2 separate regions of the Pan troglodytes genome follow, and region 2 is linked to region 1. Evidence: chromatin contacts called from public Hi-C data. All regions are on one chromosome and are shown on one strand. Each heading gives the region's core, a stretch centred on a gene start, on an enhancer-like site or on the middle of the called end of the contact. The rest is flanking DNA. Distances are from core to core; before and after follow the strand shown. Region 1 overlaps PEAK1 (pseudopodium enriched atypical kinase 1). Region 2 has its middle 75 kb from the start of PEAK1.

Region 1 (6,768 bases), core at 2,508-5,007:
ACTGAATTAAATAGGTAGTAGAAGACTTGAAGGAACTTGTGCTCAGGTATAGATAGATAGATAGATAGATAGAGAGATAGATAGATAGATTGATTTCCATGGCACTGATCACTGATATCAGGCTTCTTTAACTGTAATAAATATGATAAACTAAAGAATAAGAGAAAGAGAGAGAGAGATGCTTTTCTCCGCTGAGACTCCCTTGCCTTTGATCCTTTTTTTTTTTTTTAATCTATTTGAATGGAAATCAGAATGTGCTGCTTCTCAGAACTGGGTCCTATCTGAATCTTCCTAAGAATGTATACATTTTTCTTTTTAAATAAAAATGACTAGAAATTGCTTTTTTAAGTTTTGCTTTTCTGTATTATTGTAATAAACACGCAGTGTAAACACTACAGAGAGTACATGTTCCTGGGAGCCTTTGATATTTGTAACGTGTCAGTGTGCCCCTGCTGAGGAGGGAGAGCAGAGAATGACCCTCAGTTAACAGGGCTGTGGAGCAGACTCCAGACCAGACTATTATGATCCATGAACTAGTATTAGAGACTCAGTCTTCCACGGTCAGCCTCTCTATAGCATGAGAATAACCCATTTGGGGGTGGTTTTACTTACTTTTTGCTTTGATAACCCCTTAAGAGTAGAAATAAAATCGTCACAGTATGTAGAACTCTTGGCTAACTTTTTTTGATCAAAAAATTCTTCCTTGATCCATAACCACTTAGTAAAGTTCTTTATGAAAGGTTTTATTGCCTCAATAGTGGGTATTAAATGAGGCCTGTTAAGAGAAAGCATAAAACTCAGAAAACCACCATTGAAATGTTGGCTTTGTTCTGACTAGGTCAGACCAATGACTCTCTCAACCCTACCAGTGAACCATGAGTGCCAGTGTTGTGACCATCACAATGACATTCATTGAAAAGTTAGGAAAACCCACAGTTTACCTGGCCAATGTTATATCACTCTCCTAAGCTGTGAGATGTTGACACAAAGGGCAATGGGTGATGAAATAAGGTATTTTGGTCTCCATTTTGAGTCCATTGGCCTGCTGTATCATTCTGGGCTACAAACCTCTACAGAAGTAAGTGAAAAATTATTTCATTGTTGTTGTTCTGATGAGGTGCAAGGTTATAGTGGAAAGAGCAGGCTTTGGCATTAAACAAACTTAGGTTTGCACACATAACCCTGGGCTTTTTTTCTTTTTTAAATTCTTAGATCCTCAATCTACTTTGAAAGGTTAATGTGAGGACTAAAAATGGTACACATAAAGTGCTTACCACAGCCTGGCATGTAGACAACCATGAGAAATGGTTACCACCATTATTATTGTCACTTAACATGGGGCAAGCCTTGCTAACAACTTTACTATATGATCGTTTGTCCCTAACCAGTCACCTTCCAGTTAATCTTCCCTGATACATCGTAAACCTGGTTATGAGAGTGTGAGTTTTGAATTGTTTTATTATCTTTCAGATCTGTAAGAGCAAAGCTAAAGAATCTCAGCAGTATTATCACAGCTTGGCTGTCCGGCAGAGTCTGGCTGTCCATTTTAACATTCAGCAGGACTGTGGTCATTTCCTTGCTGAAGTCCCTAACCGTCTGCTTCCCTGGGAGGATCCAGATGACCCTGAAAAGGATGAGGATGACATGGAAGAGACTGAAGAAGACGCCAGAGGAGAAATGGATGGGAAAAACCCAAAGCCCTGTTCTGAAGCAGCATCATCCCAGAAAGAGAATCAGGGAGTCATGAGCAAGAAGCAGAGGAGCCATGTTGTGGTCATCACCAGGGAGGTTCCATGTCTTACTGTGGCTGATTTTGTGCGAGACTCTCTGGCCCAGCATGGGAAAAGCCCTGATTTGTATGAGAGGCAGGTGTGTCTGCTGCTCTTACAGCTATGCTCTGGTCTTGAGCACCTCAAACCCTACCATGTCACTCACTGCGATCTACGCCTAGAGAACCTGCTACTTGTCCACTACCAGCCTGGGGGGACTGCTCAAGGCTTTGGGCCTGCAGAGCCCAGCCCCACCTCATCTTATCCCACTAGGCTTATAGTGAGCAACTTCTCTCAGGCCAAGCAGAAGAGCCATCTGGTGGACCCCGAGATCCTCCGGGACCAGTCTCGCCTTGCCCCAGAGATCATAACAGCTACCCAGTATAAAAAGTGTGACGAGTTCCAGACAGGCATCCTCATCTATGAGATGCTGCACCTACCCAACCCCTTTGATGAGAACCCAGAGCTGAAGGAGAGGGAATACACACGAGCAGACCTGCCTCGCATCCCATTCCGCTCCCCCTACTCCCGGGGTCTGCAGCAGCTGGCCAGCTGCCTCCTGAATCCCAACCCCTCTGAGCGGATCCTCATTTCAGACGCCAAAGGCATCCTCCAGTGTCTGCTCTGGGGCCCCCGCGAAGATCTCTTCCAGACTTTCACCGCCTGCCCTAGCCTAGTACAGAGGAACACCCTGCTCCAAAACTGGCTAGACATCAAGCGAACACTGCTCATGATCAAGTTTGCTGAGAAGTCCCTGGACAGGGAAGGTGGAATCAGCCTTGAGGACTGGCTTTGTGCTCAGTATTTGGCTTTTGCCACTACAGACTCCCTCAGTTGTATTGTGAAAATTCTGCAGCACCGTTAATGTGTACCTGGATGATGCTTTTACTACATCTTCACCTTCTTCATGTCACCCATGCACTTCCCCTCCCTAGTGCTCACTCCAGATTCAAGGAAAGAAGAAAGACAAACCTCTATCCCTGTCCATGAACAAGTGGGTCCATTCAGAAAGGTTATCCACTGCCCCAGATTGAATGAGAAGCTGAGTCTGTCTTAACTTTACAGAAATTCAGCTGCACAAACTTGCGGTTGCCTTCCCTTGAAACACCTTCTATCCTAAGAGTCCCATAAATGCAGGTAAAAATGAAAATCCATATTCTTGAAGGGACAGCTTCTTTGGTATGAACTCAGTGAGCCAGTGAGCTGTGTCCATTTCCTCCATAATTCTGGATATCACCTATCTTTTTAGCACCAAGTATTTATTCTCACTAAGAGTAGACAGACTTAACCAGTCTCTACCATGACCCAGTAGACTCTGACAACAGACTCTTCCTTTAAGGTGTCAACAACTGACTTACTAGGCAGAACTGCCATCCTTAGCATCAGCCCAGTTTTGGTTACCAGGGACTATATCTTTTGTTCCAGGAGAGAGTAGAAAGAAAAGGAGAGATCCCATCCTTGGGTCATAGACCCATTTTCATTGCCATTATCTGTAAGTATGTGCACTGCATGGAGGACAGCCCTAATAGTCTCCCCTCTGCTGCCACTGCCTGATTCTCCACTCTGTCCCCACTTGCCAGTGAAGTTTGGATTTATCAGCCACTTGTGGCCCATTACAGAGCTGACCCAAGGTGGTGTCACCAATGCCTCAGCAGGGTGGAGTGCAGTTCAGAGCTTATAAATAGCTGGCAGGGCATGAGGAGATGATTTTCTTGCATGTGCAATTCTCTAGGGGCCATCAGGAAACAGAGTTTAAAGTACCCTTTGATTACTGTCAGAACTGTCAGCATTTGCAGTTTTCCCCGAGCAGTAATTGGCCAGCTCCCTTCTATCAGTAGCCAGTGTTAACTAGTTTACCAAATGCTGTAAACAATTGCCCTGAATGAAATAGCTGTCAGTGGAGCTCTAAGATCTCCTTTAGAGGGCACAGTGAGGTGGGCTGTTGGGATGGCCGTAGGCAGGGGAGAGGAAGAAGGCCACTGATGAGACTGCTGACCTCCTCAGAATGTTGACCTCTTCTAGAGAGACTGCCTCCCAGTGTTTAAGTGGCTCATTGCTCCTTCTGACTCTCTGTAAAATGGCTCTGGAGGACAGCTCACAGGAATTCTGATTGCTGAGGTGGGTGATTGAGAGCTGTTCACCATGTGTGCAGCCTGTGCTCCCCTTCTATGGATATATGTGCAATTTTTGTATGTATTTTTTTTTAGCTGTATATTATAGTGTTTATATTGCAACTTCACCTGAAGCGAGTCTACAGAAACCTTCCCCCTTCTTCCCTTGGCACATATTTGCGCTAAGAGATGAGCGTTCCTTCCACTGGGGTTGTGTGTGTGTGTGTGTGTGTGTGTGTGTGTATACACATGTTCACCTGTGCTTGTTTTATTCAAAACTGTGAGTATGTGTTTACTTTGACCTTGAAATCCCAAGAGTCACTCGAACAATGTGTGTGTACACTTGTGTGCCCATGTGTGCGTGCACACGCATGCTGGAAGTAGAGGCCAGGCCTCTAGAGAAGCAACCTGTGGCGGGGTTGACAGACATGTTCTCTGTGCCTAGTGAGTGAGTGAGCCCTGAGGCCCCTCATCTACCAGTGCAGAGTTTCCTTAAAGCCAAGACTGACTGTGCAGTATTACTTACATAGCACATTAGTGGCCTTGGAAATTTCTAAACTTTTAACATTTTTAACAGCTTTTCATGTGATTCATGTATATCAAAGAGGATCAGGAAAGGAAAATAATGTATTTTATTGTGCTCTTATTACTTTTTTAAGTGATTGTAATATGTGAGGCTCTATTTGGAGAATGTCCCTTATCCCCTGGCCAGCAATATAGGACTCACAGGAAAGAAGGCTGGTTAGCCCACAAAGAGTCTTGCCTCCTCTAGCCAGAGTGCAGGGCTCTGCTCCTAGGAATGGCCATGGAGTGGGCATGCTGCTGCAGGCCAGCAGTCTGCTCTTGGTGTCCTGTGGCATGGCCGCGCCTTGCCTTGAAGGTTGGTGTTTGGTTCATCTTAGCATAGAACATGTGCACATAACTCCTTGCCTGATTATGCACTGAAGGGCAGCACACAGACCACTGACCATGTCAGCCAGTACATTCCCTTAACCTCCCCCACCTCCCATCTTGCAATGTCTTGCATATTGAGATATACCTTCTCAATGTCATGTTCGTGGTGCCTTGCCCATGTAAATTTGAATGTTGACTATTTAATGAGGTTACATATTTAATGCCGAATGTTTCCTGGTCCCTCTATTTGTTATGTCTCTACTTATCTTTTTTTTTTCTTTCTCTTTTTCTGTTATGATTTGGATCCAGTCTTCACTTTAACTCTATGGTATAATAAGCATGGACACCTCCACTACCATTATCTTAACAGCACTGGTAAACCGAGCACCTCTTCATATCAGATGTTTTTAGTACTGTTTTTATATTCAGATTTGTTAAGGGCAAAAGATGAATGCAAACTAGCCAGAGAAAAGCCTCAGGCTTCCCAGAGACAGGTGGCTAGATTAATTTTTCTCTGGGTGATGGCCAAAGAATGTGAGATAGAGAGGGAAGGGGGTGTTACAGGTTAGAGCAGAATAGAGAAAGAAACTATATTTCTAGGCAAAAAGTACTACATGAGTTGGTCTTCAGAATATTTTTCCAAAAAAAAATGAAATTCAGTCAGTTTAACATTATCACAAATATTTTTCATTTTAATTGTGGTAGGACCTTTGAATTTGTTCATCAACTGGAAAGAAATCCTACCCTCTGTAGACACATACACACACATTTATATATATATATATATATATATATATATATATATATATATATTTATAATGTTTGAATTGTGACTAGTATAGCACTTTACATTTTCTCAAGTAACAGGAAGTTATTGCCTTCAATATTGATTGGAAATTGTTTTCTATTGAAGTCTATACTGTAGAGTTTTCCATTTATATTGAGAGTTTGAACAATTAAGCTCCTATTGGAACTTTTCCTTAAGCCACATGAGCATGAACAATCTCTGTGACACTTGGGTGCTAGAGAAACACAACAGTGGCTAAAGTAGCCAAGAGCAAGACTGAATGTATAGCAGAGTGCCTTGTTAGAGTGGTAACCTAGTCTTGGAAGCAATTCAGTGGATGTTTCATAAAGAGGACTAGAACTTCAAGAAGCCTCCTGTGCTGGCTGAGGTGAGCCCTTTTGGTATATGTACACTACTGGGTTTCCTAGAAGCCAATTCATGAAGAATAACAGCAGGATGAGAAAAAGAGTCACTGTAACCTGTGGAACAACAACGTAAGAATCACCAACCCCTAGGCTGAGCTAGAACTGGAAGCCAGGAATATGGCAATGAGTTTCAAGATTTGCCCTCAGAAGATGAACTGGGTGAGGTATGGGTTGAGGTGAGGGCACAAGCACTCATCCTACCTACCCTGCTGCTGTTGAGGAGCTAGAAGTAAAACATATTGGTTAGGATTTTAACAGTTGGAGTAGCCTCCCATTATCAGATTAAGTGGGGGTCAGTTTTGCTTCCAAACTCAGAATAAGTTTGTAAACATGGGAAAGTCTAAGCCAAGAGATCTAAAGCTCTAGAAATATTAATGACATTTCTGGGAGTAAAACTACTAAAAATTATATCTTAAAAGTTTCTAGTAGTATAAAGTTCCCAGGCCAGGCGCAGTGGCTCACGCCTGTAACCCCAACACTTTAGGAGGGCGAGGTGGGCAGATCACCTGAGGTCAGGAGTTTGAGACCAGCCTGGCCAACATGGTGAAACTCCATCTCTACTAAAAATAACAAAAATTAGCCGGGCATGATGGCAGGCACCTGTAATCTAAGCTACTCGGGAGGCTGAGGCAAGAGAATCGCTTGAACCCAGGAGGCAAAGGTTGCAGTGAGCCAAGATCACGCCATCGCACTCCAGCCTGGGAGATTGAGCAACTTCGTCTCAAAAAAAAGTTTCCAGGAAAGATCTTTGGGTCCTACTAAGTGTCTCAATTTTGAGTTAT
Region 2 (6,094 bases), core at 2,494-4,993, 380 kb before region 1:
GATACCAGATTTTGCTATCAGTGACTGAGCTGGGACTGGAGTCCAGCCCAGTTCCATCTCACTGCCCCCTCTCCCCATAAGCTCTAGCAGTCGTGTAAAGTTGTTCTTGCAACTTATCTATCTATGCTTTGTCTTCAGCACTTCATGGGGATGAACTGGAGGGAGGCTGGATAGAAGTTGCATCTTCCTTAAAAAAGAATACCTAAGCAAATAAGTAGATGGCTCTTTTTCAGAGTTAAATAGGGGATTGTCAGGAAAGATGAAACCACTCAGAAAGGAGTACATCAACACTGATTTTTTTGTTGTTCGTTTTGCTTTTGTTTTTGCGACAGGGCCTCACTCTGTTGCCTAACCTGGAGTCCAGTGGGATCCTAGCTCACTGCAACCTTGAACTCCTGGGCTCAAATGATCCTCCCACCTCAGCTTCCTGAGTAGCTGGGACTCCAGGGGCATGCCATCACGCCTGGCTAATTTTTTTTTATTTTTTGTAGAGACAGGGTCTCACTATGTTGCCCATGCTGGTCTCAAACTCCTGGCCTCAAGTGATCCTCTTGCCTTGGCCTCTCGAAGTGCTGGGATTACAGGTATAAGCCATTGAACCTAGCCTTTAACACCTACTTTCTAAGCACTTATGATATTGCTAAGCATTGTGCTGGGCCCTGCTATACAAGATGAACAGATACCATCTCTGTCGTCATGTGGCTCCCAATCTGGACAGGACATGTGACATACACCAGAAACTAATAGTCATCTAAGGCCTTGGGTGGTAAGTCCACCAACTTTACGTGTTAGCAGAGGGATTTGGAGAAGGATGAGAAACCACTGAATGGAGGAGACAAGGAAGATTCTAGAAGATGCTGCATTGGCAAGGGGTAAAGAGACGTAAGATTTAGATAGAGAGGAGCAGAGATCAGTGTGTGCCAAACTAGAAGTTTGCAAGGTGTGTTTAGGGAACAGGGGACTGGCTTAGAGCAGGGCTTGGCAAATTTTTTCAGTATAAGGCCAGATAGTAAATATTTTAGGCTTTGTAGGTTATAAGTCTGTTCCAACGACTCAGCTCTGCCTTTGTAGCTAGAAAGCAGAGACAGATAATAAGTAAATAAACCAGCATGGCCGTATTTCATACAACTTTATTTATAGACACTGATATTTGAATTTTATGTAATTTTCATGTGTCACCAAATATTCTTCTTTTGATTTTTTTCAACTACTTAAAAATATAAAAAATTATTCTTTGCTTACAGGCGGTAGAAAAACATGTGGGCCAGATTTGGCTCATGGACCATACTTCACCCATTTCTGATCTAGGGGCGAGATGAAAGCTGGGCCTGGAAAGGGATGCTGGGGCCAGATCATGCCAGGCATTGAATACATGGTTAAGGCATCTGGTGTTTCTCTAAGGTTAAGTCAGAGGTAGGAATGCATGATATTCAGATATCCCCAGATTTGCCCCCTCTTCTAAGGCACCTTCCCTCCTAGAGACTGGCTCCCAACATCCCAAGAAGGGGACCCTTCGTTATGTTGCCTTTTAGTGAACAGAGAAAGACTGAAGGAGGAAGGGTCTGGGGGTACACCTGGGAGTCAATTGTTAGGCTTTCAAGCCCAAAGTACCTAAGGATGATCTAAGTGAGATGTCAAACAGCTGTCACGTATCTGAATCTAGAGCTGAGAGCTGAAGATAGTGGTCCTGCTTTAAATGATGGGAATAGACAAGTCTCTTCAGGAAGGAATGTAGAGGGAAGAGAATGCGACCCAGGTCGGAGCTCTGAGGTTCTCTACTTCCAGGGCTCAGATGGAGTCCCAAGAGAGCCTGAGAGGCAAAAGAAAGCAGGAGACTGTGATGGCAGAAGCCGAGGGAGAGGAGTCACTTAAAAGAAGGGAGGAAATCATGCCCAGTGCTGCTGCAACTTTTGGAGGGTGAGGACAAGAGAGTGTTCTGGTAATGAGGAGATCTCTCAAGAAGTTGCCAGGAGCAACTTCAATGGGGTGGTGGGTGTGGAAATCAGAGAGAGTGGAGGTGATGCAAACAAGTCTTCAGAGACATTCTAACCTTTGCAAGACAGATGAAATGAAGCATTAGTCACAGGGAAGGATGCAGGACTGAACTCAACTCAACAGACTTACTACTGAGTGCTTACTTTGTCCCAGGCACAGTGCCAGGTTTGGAGATACAAAGATGAGAAGAAACAGGACTGAATAGCCACACACCAATATGATCAGTATCAGAATAGGCATACGTAACAAGTGGTGCTGGCAAGAGGGATGCTGGAGCCGCGAATTCTGAGTTTGGGGATCAGGAAAAGCATCACAGAATGGGTGCTATCTGATCTGGGCTTGCAGAGCAGGAAGGACAAGGTAAGAAAAGCCTTGCCAAGCAGTAGGAAAGAGGATTTCAAAAAGAAAGTTTAAAAAAGAACAGAGAGGGCCAGGCGCGGTGGCTCATGCCTGTAATCCCAGCACTTTGGGAGGCCAAGGCAGGTGGATCCCCTGAGGTCAGGAGTTCAAGACCAGCCTGGCCAACATGGTGAAACCCTGTCTCTACTAAAAATATAAAAATTAGCCGGTCATGGTGGTAGGCACCTGTAATCCCAGCTACTTGGGAGGCTGAGGCAGGAGAACCGCTTGAACTCGGGAGGCGGAGGTTGCAGTGAGCCAAGATCGTGTCATTGCACTCCAGCCTGGGAGACAAGAGCACAAGAGCTGGACTTTGTCTCAAAAAAAAAAAAAAAAAAAAAAAAAGAACAGGGAGGGTTTGGGGAACAGTGAGTGGTCTGATGTTGCCTAATGGGTAGTGGTAGTGATGATGATGGGCCACACAGTAACAGGAGATGCATTTGGAGACATACGCCACCCACTATGGGATAGGCCCTTGCACCCTGCTGAAGAGACTGAAGTTTATAGAAAAGGGGGCATATAAAGAATATAACATTGGTCCACCTGCTCTGTGCCAGGTACCTTAAATACTTTCGAACATGGGTTTTGCAGTACAAAGCAGACCTGAGTTCAGATTCTGGTTCTGCAAGGTGTAATAGCTATGTGGCTTTAGGTCCTTTAACCTAGCTAAGTCTTAGTTTCATCTTAGTTTCATGCTAATAATTCTTATCGTATAGAATTTTTGTAAGGCTTAAAAACAAAAGCAACTACCACAACTATGATCTCATTTAAAATAGAGTGATATGGCTGGGCGCAGTGGCTCACCCTTGTAATCCCAGCACTTTGGGAGGCTGAGGCGGGTGGATCATTTGAGGTCAGGAGTTCAAGACCAGCGTGGCCAACATGGTGAAACCCTGTCTCTACTAAAAATACAAAAATTAGCTGGGCATGGTGGTGTGCCCCTGTAGTCCCAGCTATTAGGGAGGGCTGAGGCAGGAGAATCCCTTGAACCTGGGAGGCGGAGGTTGCAGTGAGCCTGGATCGTGCTGCTGCACTCCAGCCTGGGCGACAGACAGAGTGAGACCCTGTCTCAAAAAAAAAAAAGAAAGAAAAGAAAAAGATATTTGCAAGACTAATCTTGCATTTTAGAAAGGTTGCTTTTGTAGTGGTGTGCACGATGAACTGGTGGAGGGGAGTTAAGAGGGGGACAAATGAGACTGGCTATACTAAGGCTAGTTAGAAGGCTATTATAGAACTAGTTAATAGCAAAAAAGAGGAAAAACAAAACAATGGGCTATTAGGAGAGCCCCAGGAGAGCTGAAAGCTGAAGACTCCCACAAAGGCCTGTCCTGGAGGTGTTGAGAAGGGCCAGCTGTTAGGGGGATTCCAGGGCTCTGTGTGTGTGTAGGGGGGGAGCATTCTGTGAATGAGATGTGGAGGGCTGGGAGCAGGGTAAAGAGCTGGGGAGAGGCGTGTAGGATTCCAGGCTCTCCAGCTTCAGAGAGCAGTGGAGTTTTTAACTGAGCTGATAGGTATTGGAGAAAATGTGGGTTTGGGAAGAATACATATTTAATTTTGGACAAATTGAGTTGAGGATTCTGCAGGATGCCAGATGGAGAAGCCCTGAGGGAGCTGGAAAGAGAGATCAGGAACTCCAGCAAGGGCGACTCAGCTCTGAGCTGTTTTATGCAGGAGGGAAGGCCTGGCACTGGAGGAGGAATGCCAAGGTCCAGATGATGTTTGAGCAATAAGGACCCTGGAAGCTCCCTAAGTGTCGGGATTTTAGCTCAGGTGGGAATAACGGAAGGCACAGTTCCCACAGAATGGTAGAATGTATTAGAATAGTATGTGCTTCATTTATTTTCCTGGAGACTCGGAGATTGAGAGCTAGAGGGGGTCATCCAGTCCTATATGAAGTCTTCAGCACCTTCTAGGGCCAGGCCCTGAGAATAAGTAAGTGGGGAGACAAGAAAGTCTTCCCAAGAGTAGAATGCCAGCCAATAAAGGTGGAAGGAATAATGGACTTATAAAAAAATCACAACAGCATGGTGAAGATTCAGACTGATTAGTGGATTTTATAGTCCTATTCAAATCCCCAAGGTTTTAGTGGAGAGATGGAGATCCGAAGGGGTTAAGTGGCTTCCGAGGTGATGCTGAAGTGGCCCAGTTGGGAATAATAGGACGGTGTCTTTGTAGAACCCAGGAAAATGTTTTTCCACTATGAGATTGTTGTATGCCTTTTGAGATACATGGGGCAGATTAAAATCTCCATTTCACAGATGTGAAAAATGTCTCCAGGAGCTGAAGAGACCTGCTTCAGGCTGCACCAGTGCTAACAAGCGGCAGAACTGGATGTGGACCCCAGAGTTCCCATCTCCCATGGCATGCAGAATTTCTTCAGCTACCTGAGCTACAGGAACCCTGGGAAGCAGGGCCAGAGGTGCCTGGGGACTGCAGCCCACTGGGGTGGGCATGGGGAAAGAGGAATATCATTTCTGGTTCAAGTTGCTAGTTTTGCAGAGTGTAAAATTACGGCACAGGTCCCAGAGAATAAACAGAGTTAACACCCCATTAAATACAATGGACTTTCAACGTGAGCTCTAGACGTGCCTAGATTGAAACTAGCTGAGCAGGAGCTGGCCCGTGAGTAAAATGTATCACATGCACTCCCTTAATGCTTCCAAAGAGAAAAATCCAGCGCAGGGAGAAGAAAGTGCCGGCAGCAGCTCTGCAGGCTCAGGGCTGAGGATCCGGTAATGAAGTCTTTCTGGAAGGTAAGAAAGGGCTGTGTGCTGCATGCTATTTTTAAACATGCTGGAGCAGCACATGTATCCCTGGCCCACGCACTTTCTCCAGCAGAGGAGGGGCCTGGGGGATGCAGCCAGGAATTTAGATGCTATTTATTGTATTTCCTTTTATCAGTCAAATGATTTTCCTATTTCCCACCTAGATAAAGATCTTCCACTTACAGCTCCAGCTTGTTGACCTTGTCAGGACTGCTGTGCAGCCTGAAAATTGGTCCCAGAGAGAGAAGGGCATTGTTTTTAGGGGGTTGCTTGGCGGGTTGGGTTTTTCTTCTCCCAGCAGGGAAGAGATTGGTTTACAAAAAAAAAAAAAAAAAAATTAAAAATCTTCCAGAAAACAAAAACTGATTGTTTTGTGCCTTTTTGCAGAACTGAAAGGCTGTCCAAGTATAGTTCACCAGCCATCCCCCTTGCATCCCCCTAATATCTCCACCCTACGTTTCACCAACACACACACACACACACTCTCTCTCTCTCTCTCTCTCTCTCTATTAATATCTCTTTCTTTCTCCTGCAGCAGCAAGCCTGGCCCTGGCCCCAGACCCACTGCTGTGCTGCTGTCTTGGCAGGCAGCAGGGCAGAGGGGGTGGCAGCTCTGTCTAAGCTTGTAAGCTGAGCCAGTCTCTTGGCTGTGCCAGCTCTGAGGCCCCTTAGAGATGCCAGTATGCCTGAGTGGGAGCAGTTGCAGCTTCCACTCGGCTGGAAGCTTTGGAGCCAGCCAGGCCTCCAGAAGCTGCATTCTCAGGCAAGGGTATGGCCCGAGGGCTGCTAATCAGCAGGAGGCCTCCTCTTGGGCAAGCTGCCCTCATTGTCTCGCCTTGCCTAGGCCTGCTGGCCAGGTTCACAGGCCAGAGACAGTGCCACTCTTCCTCACCTTCTCGGGAACGGGACCAGCAGATGCTGTGGGAGGCTGGGGT

What was found. Hi-C and Micro-C count contacts between places; a contact is called where the count stands out from the background.
Region 2: a Hi-C map of induced pluripotent stem cells shows a contact between it and region 1, with 1.9 times the contacts expected there. The contact joins two enhancer-like sites. A contact is called at or near these places in 4 of 7 Hi-C or Micro-C datasets (blood, induced pluripotent stem cells, a lymphoblastoid cell line and 1 more).

Annotation. Positions count from the first base shown.
Region 1 is chr16:69,058,665-69,065,432 of NHGRI_mPanTro3-v2.0_pri, reverse strand. PEAK1 (pseudopodium enriched atypical kinase 1) reads left to right here. Exons shown (of 11, transcript XM_063795320.1): 11 at 1,471-4,008. The coding sequence ends at 2,634. Among named protein-coding and RNA genes, the nearest start is that of TSPAN3, 43 kb to the right of the region's middle. Within about 2 kb of position 3,757, at least 1 of the 24 cell types and tissues checked has an H3K27ac peak or open chromatin away from gene starts, as enhancers often do. A contact at or near this core is called in induced pluripotent stem cells, where this site is marked.
Region 2 is chr16:69,443,745-69,449,838 of NHGRI_mPanTro3-v2.0_pri, reverse strand. No RefSeq gene overlaps it. Among named protein-coding and RNA genes, the nearest start is that of PEAK1, 75 kb to the right of the region's middle. Within about 2 kb of position 3,743, at least 9 of the 24 cell types and tissues checked have an H3K27ac peak or open chromatin away from gene starts, as enhancers often do. A contact at or near this core is called in induced pluripotent stem cells, where this site is marked.